Regions from separate parts of the Mus musculus genome. Here all the other regions are linked to region 3. The links are chromatin contacts, called in public HiChIP or PLAC-seq and promoter capture Hi-C maps. All regions are on one chromosome and are shown on one strand. The core of a region is the stretch at or near the end of the contact, and the rest is flanking DNA. Distances in the headings are between cores, read along the strand shown.

Region 1 (2,700 bases), core at 38-2,537, 390 kb before region 3:
GAAGTCTCAGTTGAGGAAATGCCTCCTTGAGATCCAGCTGTAGGGCACTTTCTCAACTAGTTATCATTGGGGTAGGTCCCAGCCCACTGTGGGAGGTGCCATCCCTGGGCTGGTATCTTGGGCTCTATAAGAAAGCAGGCTGAGCAAGCCAGTAAGCAACACCCTTCTGTGGCCTCTGCATCAGCTTCTGCCTCCAGGTTCCTGCAGTGTTTGACTTCCTGTCCTGATTTCTCAGTGATGGGACATTACCTGAAAGTGCAAGCTGAAATAAGCCCTTCCCTCCCCAAGTTGTTTTTTGGTCATGATGTTTCATTTCAGCGATAAAACCCTAAGACAAGTTGATACCAGGAATAGGGTTCGAACCCATGCAGAATCAAACAAACTGAGTTTGGATCTTGCCTTTACCACCTGCTAGTTAAAGATGCAATCAACTTTCTTCATTTTTGTCTTATTTCCATCATCTATAATAGAACTTCTTAGCCAGATGGCACACGTTATAATTCAAGGGCTTGGGAGGCGGAGGCTGCAGGGTCAGGAGTTCATGGTCATCTTTTGTTACACTGCCAATTTAAGGCCGGCCTGGGCTGCATGAGACCCTTTCTCTAAAGTAACCAAGGAAAGGAAAGAAGAGAGGAAAGAAGAAAGGGAAGGGAGAAAGGGAAGGGAGAGGAAAGGGAGGAAGGGAAGGAAAGGGAGAGCTCTCCTAAGAGGTTGCGTGATGCTTCAATGACGTAATCTTTGTAAACTCTTAAAGGTGGCTAGAACATAGCAGGCAGCTGAAGATTGTTAATATTTACACAGAGGAAATATTAACAATATTTCCTCCTGGGCGCCCAGCCATGGAGTTGTCAGTGTAAATGGTCAGTACTGAGGAGTGTGGAGGAGGAGGTGGCAGTCAGTCGAGGGTAGTCTGGAGCCCTTTCTCCACCATGCAGTGTTCCCTCCTGAAGTAGAGTTTGAACCCTGCTATTGTAGCATCCAGACAGCTGAGAAGATTAGATGGAGGAGGGAGGGGAGTTGTCAGGGTTAAAATGGAGAGGCTGGAATGGGACAGACAGATGAGTTGGCCGGCCAGCGCCATGATGCTCCTGCATGGTGAGTTGAGGAAGCTGCTGGCCGGCCAGTACAAGACAGTTCAGGCTTGAATGCTGGCCAGCCTCGGGGAGTGGAGACATAGGGAGAGCTGATGAATTAAAGTCGACCAGAGACCCATTTAGTCTCTGCAGGACTGGCAAGCTCTTTGGTCCCCTGTTGTTGGGAAAGATGCACTGCAGTCATCTAGTAACTTCCCTTTTCTCTTTATTACCTTGTAACTTTTTGAAGTAAGCCTTGGTCACTATATTAAGTAGAGAAGCTTTGCAGTGCTATTGCAACACTGTGAGGCACGTGCCATGTGTGTTGTTCTACACACTGTCATCCTGGGTATGCGTCTACAAACTTGTAACAGAAACACCAGGCTCAGCCGAGTCACTGCCTGCAGTGTGGGCTTGATGTCCACACAGGCCAGAGGAGGACATTGGATCCCCCAGAGGTAGAGTTACAGATGTTGTGAACCACGGTGTGAGATCGTGGAAAATGTGGGTCCTCTGGAAGAAGAGCCAGTGTGTTACACGGAGCCACTTCTCCAGCCCCACAACCCCTCTGGCTCAGGTGCAGCTCAGTGGTAGAGGACTTGGCCAATGTGCAAGATCCTAGGTTTGATGCCCAGTGCTGCAAAAGGAAAAGCAATGAGAATGCAATTGAGTACATGAGTCTTGCAGGAATAGATTTGTATGTTCTTACCCGTCAGTGCATCTGTGTAGGAGTATACTCCAGCACCACAGCCAGAGCGCCCCTCCCTGGGGTAGCTACTGTCCTGTCCTCTGGCACTGGGGAATCTCTAGAAACATGTCTGTAACTCATATGCACTTAGGTTTCTGCAGTACAGTGGGACGGGAGACAGGAATGTCTGCATGTGCTAACACATTTCCAGACGCATGTAATTCCTTGCAGAACACCCATCCTGGGCTCATGTAACGGTTGGAGCTCATCCCCCTATTCCTCCTTCATTGCACCCCATTCCATGTCCTGAGCAGCCAAACTTAAAGCTGGCTTAGGGTTGTCTTCAGTCACATGGGACTGATAACAGCTGTTAGCACCAACCCACATTTCTAAGTGCGTTTAAGTGATCAAAACTGGCCCTACTTTCTGGAGAAGTTGGGAGAATTATGCTGACATGGAGCCAAAGGACAATTGGCAGTTTCTTCATGTAACGAGTGCCTTGCCTGTGCCAGATCACCTTGCTGGCTAGAGGAGTTCCAGAGAGAAAAGAAGTCTCCATCCAGTATTTGCCAATCTGCTGGGGAGAGAGCATATAAGCAACAACCCTTGATGAGTGTTGTGGGGCGGAAGGATGCTGAGGGTTTCCAGAAGCAGAGGGTGAGCTTCCCCTTGGGAACATGGAAGGCCTGGGACCGTAAGGCCAGGGAGCTGTACAGGCAGAGAAGGGAAGGCCAGAGCTGCCCCAGGCAGCAGCAGAGCAGGGCACATTGAGAAAGCTGAGAGTGAGCAAAGCCTGAGCTAAGGGGTAGCTGCTGGGCAGGAGGCAGGACTGAGGCATTTCATGGCCATGGAAAGAAAGGTACTGATAGTGATGGACATGCACTTTAGGGAGAGCGATTCATGGTTTTAATCAAGTGAATTTGTGGCATAGGGGTGCAG
Region 2 (2,700 bases), core at 201-2,700, 310 kb before region 3:
TTTTTAAAATTAATGGTGTCTGCCTGAGGTAGTGCATGCGACGGTAGTCCCTGTTATTTGGAGAGCAGAGGCCAGAGGGTCTTTTAAGTCTGGGAGTTGAAGAGCATCTCAGATGTTACACTGTGATGTGGCAGACAGGTGGCCCTGAGAGGGGAGGCTGGGAGGTGAGCAGCAGGTGAGTAGAGATAAAGCGCCTGCGAAGCTCCCTCGCTGTGCCCGTGGCCGCCAGCCTCCTTGTAGCTGCTACACTGTATCTGAAGGGGGAGAGGAGCAGCCAGCCTCCTTGTAGCTGCTACACTGTATCTGAAGGGGGAGAGGAACAGCCAGCCTCCTTGTAGCTGCTACACTGTATCTGAAGGGGGAGAGGAGCAGCCAGCCTCCTTGTAGCTGCTACACTGTATCTGAAGGGGGAGAGGAGCAGCCAGCCTCCTTGTAGCTGCTACACTGTATCTGAAGCCGGAGAGGAGCAGCGGGAAGTCACGTGACGGACACAGGCCGGCCACATGTGCGAGTGGGATCAGGAACTGAGACAGCCTGACATTCAGTGACTGCAAACTCCAGGTTGGGTAGCACATAGGAAAGTAGCCAGGAGGTCTACTAGTCACACTGCTGTCCTGGGCACTCTGTGGGCCTGTGAAGTGGTGAGCGAGCATGAGGACAGCCGTGCATGGGAATGCACATAGTGCGGTTGGGGTGATGTTCCCCAGAGCCGTGCTGCACTTGAGTGAGAAGACTTTGGTCTTCTTGCCTGTCCTCTGTCTACAGTCCTCTCTCTGCTCCTGTCACCTTGGTGACCCCTCTCCAGGGCTGAGCAGGGAGTCCCCTTACTCAGCTTTCAGAAAGAGAAGGTCATGCCAGTCCTCAGGCCCTTCCGTCTCTCCCTGAAGACCCAGGCTGGCTTTTCACGGCAGGCGCTTGCACGCCTCTGTGACTCTGTGAACAGACAGCTTGGCAGTTGAGTCTCATGGAGCAGCATCTTCTCCCCAGCTTCTGACTCAGGCTTCTGACAAAACCAGGCCTCTGGCTGCCTCCCTCCTCCTGCTGCTGCAGGCTTAGGACAGCTCACTTTCCCTCTCATCAAATAAGCTTTGTGAGTAGTGGCTCTGTATTTCCTTCCACAGAATGTTTTGACAAATTATATGGATATGTACATGGGTGGTAAATACAAAAAATAGTTGAAATGTGTAAGGGGGCAGAATATGTTGAATTCACATGAAAGTGATTTTAAAAAATAAAAGCAGTTTGATGTTCAAAAGTGAGACAAATTATGTTCACACAAGAGATCAGAGATAGCTCTATAAGGAGAGTGTCTGAGCCAAGCCCTGAAATAGAGACTTCAACTTGGTAGGCCAAGGCTGGGGAGGGAGATGACCAAGGTTCCAGGCAGGGGTGTGGCACACAACAGTGGGTGGAGGGAGGGAGGGAGGAGGTGGAGAGTAGCCTGGAACAAAGAGAACTTGTCCTAGAGGTTGGCTCTCAAATGTCAGTCTTTATTCCAGAGACAGAGCGGTACTGTTGAAACTTGAGGAGTGGGGTGGCAGCCTGGGGGCCACATGCTCTGAAGGGTAGAAATTGGGAGTCTTAGCTTGGAACAAGCCAGAGGCAGGAACAGCTTGCAGCCAGGATTCTTCCCAGAGGGGCAGGAGGAAGTCAGGGGAGGAGGAAGGAGTGGGACAAGTCTGAGGGGTAAGGTGACAGGGGTGCGGCCAGGTATGGGTGAGCAGGGCTGTGTGCTGAGGTGTCCAGCCTGCGTTCTAGGAGAACACTGTGTGAATTATGCCCACAATGCCCAGAAATGTGGTCCTGATGACTAAGAGAGATGCTGAAGATCCCAGGAGCTGAATGACCTCAGCAGAGACGAGCACAGGGCTGGGTGGAAGTCTGTGTTCTCAGGACCTGTTGGTCACAGCCCAGGTGGCCGTCCGTTCACTTTCTAGCCATTGACACGGGAAGGGGAAAGCCTTGGGAAGGTAGTCCCCAAAAGCTGGGTATGCCTCTTCAGTGCAATCATGCTGAAGAGGTGGCAAATTTGAAAAAGAACAGCCTTAAAGGCTAGGCATGGGGAGCTAGGACAAGATGGTCACAAGTTCCACATCAGCCTGGACCACAGAGTGAAGCTGCCCTAAGCAACAGCCACGCCCTTTATCCTAGGTGGCTAGAAAGTCCAGGTCAGGGGAGCGCAGGAAAGTAAGCATGTGAGCCCAGTTACCACTATGTCCAGTGACACGGAGCTAGAGGACAAAGACTAGGAAAGCGTCAGGTGATTGGGAGGCCACTGGTAAATCCTGATGGGGCCGTGCTTCTCTGAGACAGATCGCAAGGAACAACAGTTCCTGGGTTCTGTCTTGGTGACAGAAGGGAGCCCTTAGGACGGCTGTGTTGCTTGCTGCCTTCTTGGGAGACTGTGTCATGTCCTCCGGAACAGAAGAGACAGTCACTCTGGTGGTGACATCAGAGCTTTCAGGAAAGAAGAAAGATGTAAGAAGTCCAGGCCAGGGCAGAGGCTTGTGTTTGAACTCCTGCTCACTCTCTTTTGGCCGGGACCTTCAGAGTCCTGTGCCTTCTCGAAGCATCAGCATCTGTGTAAAGAATCCTAAGGTGCCATGGGCACAGAGCAGAGCTTCCTGTTGGGAAGCCATGGAAGCAAGCTGGATGCAGAGCTTAGCAAGGAACCCGGGGGCGGGGGCGGGGGGGGGGCAG
Region 3 (2,700 bases), core at 106-2,605:
TTTGAAATAAATAGTTTGGCTTAGATCAAAATCAGCTCAAAAATGCTGCCATGGGTTCCCATGATAGAGTAGAAAGCCAATGTCCTCTGTGTGACCTCAAGCCTGGTAGCCTCTCTGATCTCCTCTTCAGCCACCCTGCAGCTCCAGGGCCGTTGCCCTGTTTCTTCTCTTCCTGTAGCAACCTCCCTACAGACTCCCTGACCTGGACCTTATTGGGTTCATTTTGCCTGGTCATCCTATTATAAGGCATCTCAATTTATCTCCTTTTTTTTTTTTTTCTTCCTGAAAGTAACTGTCACGGTCAAAATATTTGATAATTTGTGGCTGGGGAGATGTCTTATCAGTTAAGAGGCCATATTGCTGTCTCACAGAGGACTAAGGTTCAGAACACATACATACTATATACACATAGAGATATTTCCCAGCTACACATACACATACGCCCCATACACATGAGTAAAAATAGAAATGTAAAAGGATAGGAACTAGAGAGATGGCTTAGTGGTTAAGAGTGCTAATTGTATTCGTAAAGACTGGGGTTTCTCAGCATGCGCGTGCAGTCTTAACTGCCTATAACTCAAGTTTCAAAGATTTTGATTTTCTCTTCTGACCTTCCAGGTCTCCTGCACACATTTGGCCCACATACATATATATACACACAGGCACACACACACACACACACACACACACACACAGAAAAGGCAAAATGGAAACAGAGTTGGAGGGATGATGGCTCAGCGGTTAAGAGTATTAGCTGCTCTTGCAGAGGACCCCACATGTAAATTTACAGCCGCTAACTCCAGTCCCAGGACATCCCACGCCCTCTTCTGGCCTCCGCGGGCACTAGACATAGTGCATTTACATATATACAAGCAAATCACCCATACGCATAAAATAATTTTTGCTTTTTTTTTTTTTCTCGAGACAGGGTTTCTCTGTATAGCCCTGGCTGTCCTGGAACTCACTCTGTAGACCAGGCTGGCCTCGAACTCAGAAATCCGCCTGCCTCTGCCTCCCGAGTGCTGGGATTAAAGGCGTGCGCCACCACGCCCGGCATAAAATAATTTTTGAAAAGAAACATTTTAAAAAGACGTGGAGAAGGACTAAGATTAGGCAGCAGTATAGTACAGCCGCTCCATCAAGCGCGGATCAGATTGGCTCCAGACGCAGGAACCGGCCCCGCCCCTTCGCGGGCTTCTCGTACTATGCAGGGAGTTAAGTTGCTTCCTGATGCCCTCGCTCCGTCCCCGCTCCGCCCCTCTCCTGGACGCTCTCTTACAGGTCTGGTTAGTTGATGGTCCCGCCCCCTCCCGATGATCACGTCCCTTCCGGCCCCGCCCCGATCGCTAGATCCCGCCCCTTCAGGCTCTACAGGGTGCTCCGGCTTTCCTTGGCTTCGGGAGCTTTGCGCGGCTGGAGTGGCGCTCCGATCCCGCGTGTCCTAGCCGCCGCCCCGCGTCCGCTCTGCGCTGGCGACGCCGGGGTCGGACTCCGTAGCCTCGGCCGGAGCGGCGCCCTGGGCGAGCCTGGAGGCCCCTGCCCGCCTCCTGCTTCAGGCGCTACAGGCAGGGCCTGAGGGTGCGCGGCGCGGGCTAGGGGTTCTGCGCGCCCTCGGCCGCCGCGCGGAGCACTTCCCTTGGGATGGCTTCCTGGAGGCGCTGGGCCACTTAGAGCCCGAGGTGCGGGGCCCCGACGGCCGCCTAGAGCTGTGAGTCCCCGCCCGTGGCCCCCGCCGCCTCCCCCCTGCTTATTTGTGTAGTTGAGGCAGGGTTCCATCTAGCCTAAGTTAGCCTGGAACTCCGGCAGCCATGTCCTCGGTGACAGGATTACAAGTGCGCGTGCCAGCACTGGGCTGAGACACGCATTTTGTCAGGCAGAATTCTAAGTGCAGACTGAGTTTGTTTGCTTTGCTTCCATCTCCAGTTGCTGAGCTGCTGGTGCATGGCTTTAACTCCAGCATTTGGAGGCAGAGGCGAGCATATGTCTCTTGAGTTCCAGGGCAACAGAGTGAGACTCTGTCCTAAGAAGAATAAAAGGCGGGGTGTGGTGGTGCACGCTGGTAATAGCACTACCCAGTAGGCAGAGGCATGAGGATCTTTAAGTTCAAGACCACCCAGGACAACATAGACTCTGCCAAAACACAAATAATGTATCTCTAATACAGATGTTCTTGTCAAGTGGACACCTGTGTTAAAAATACAGGTCATGCCGGGCGTGGGGGCACATGCCTTTAATCGCAGCGCTCGGGAGGCAGAGGGAGGCGGATTTCTGAGTTCCAGGACAGCCAGGGCTATACAGAGAAACCCTGTCTCGAAAAACAAAAATACAGGTCATACAGTGTAGGGTCTGGTTTCAGCGGTCAGGAAGCTGAGACAGGAGGATTGCTTCAAGTTGGAAACCAAGACTGCACAGGCCAAGAAAACTAGAGACTGACAGATCTCTTGTGAGTTTGAGGCCAGCATGGTATACAGAGCGAGTTCCAGGATAGCGAGGGCTACACAGAGAAACCCTATCACAATAAAGGATATATATATATATATATATATATATATATATATATATATATATGTGTGTGTGTGTGTGTGTGTGTGTGTATGTATATATGTATATATGTATGTATGTATGTATATGTATATATACACATATATATCTCCTATATTTTCTATATATATTTCTCTATATTATATATATTTCCTATAT

Evidence for each region. Promoter capture Hi-C pulls out the DNA fragments that hold promoters and counts their contacts. HiChIP or PLAC-seq counts read pairs in DNA pulled down with a chosen protein or histone mark.
Region 1: a contact with region 3 is called in a promoter capture Hi-C map of the C10 cell line, with 4 times the contacts expected there. The contact joins the enhancer-like site here to the promoter of Fance in region 3. A contact is called at or near these places in 1 of 39 promoter capture datasets (the C10 cell line), 2 of 484 Hi-C or Micro-C datasets (the G1E-ER4 cell line and palatal mesenchyme), 1 of 115 datasets of contacts at active chromatin or transcription factors (embryonic stem cells) and 2 of 9 other capture datasets (adipose tissue and liver).
Region 2: an H3K4me3 HiChIP or PLAC-seq map of embryonic stem cells shows a contact between it and region 3, with 2.1 times the contacts expected there. The contact joins the enhancer-like site here to the promoter of Fance in region 3. A contact is called at or near these places in 4 of 484 Hi-C or Micro-C datasets (CD4 T cells, embryonic stem cells and palatal mesenchyme), 3 of 115 datasets of contacts at active chromatin or transcription factors (embryonic stem cells and memory CD8 T cells) and 3 of 9 other capture datasets (adipose tissue, liver and pancreatic islet).

Annotation. Positions count from the first base shown.
Region 1 is chr17:27,924,449-27,927,148 of GRCm38.p6, forward strand. All of the region lies in intron 1 of Anks1 (ankyrin repeat and SAM domain containing 1), which reads left to right. Among named protein-coding and RNA genes, the nearest start is that of Anks1, 16 kb to the left of the region's middle. Within about 2 kb of position 1,288, at least 33 of the 459 cell types and tissues checked have an H3K27ac peak or open chromatin away from gene starts, as enhancers often do.
Region 2 is chr17:27,999,596-28,002,295 of GRCm38.p6, forward strand. The region is part of intron 11 of Anks1 (ankyrin repeat and SAM domain containing 1); the gene reads left to right. Gm35290 (a long non-coding RNA gene) reads right to left here. Exons shown (of 2, transcript XR_003952249.1): 2 at 1,470-2,700. Among named protein-coding and RNA genes, the nearest start is that of Gm35290, 6.3 kb to the right of the region's middle. Within about 2 kb of position 1,451, at least 73 of the 459 cell types and tissues checked have an H3K27ac peak or open chromatin away from gene starts, as enhancers often do. A contact at or near this core is called in embryonic stem cells, where this site is marked.
Region 3 is chr17:28,312,175-28,314,874 of GRCm38.p6, forward strand. It overlaps Fance (Fanconi anemia, complementation group E), which reads left to right and starts at 1,356. Exons shown (of 10, transcript NM_001163819.1): 1 at 1,356-1,708. The coding sequence starts at 1,470.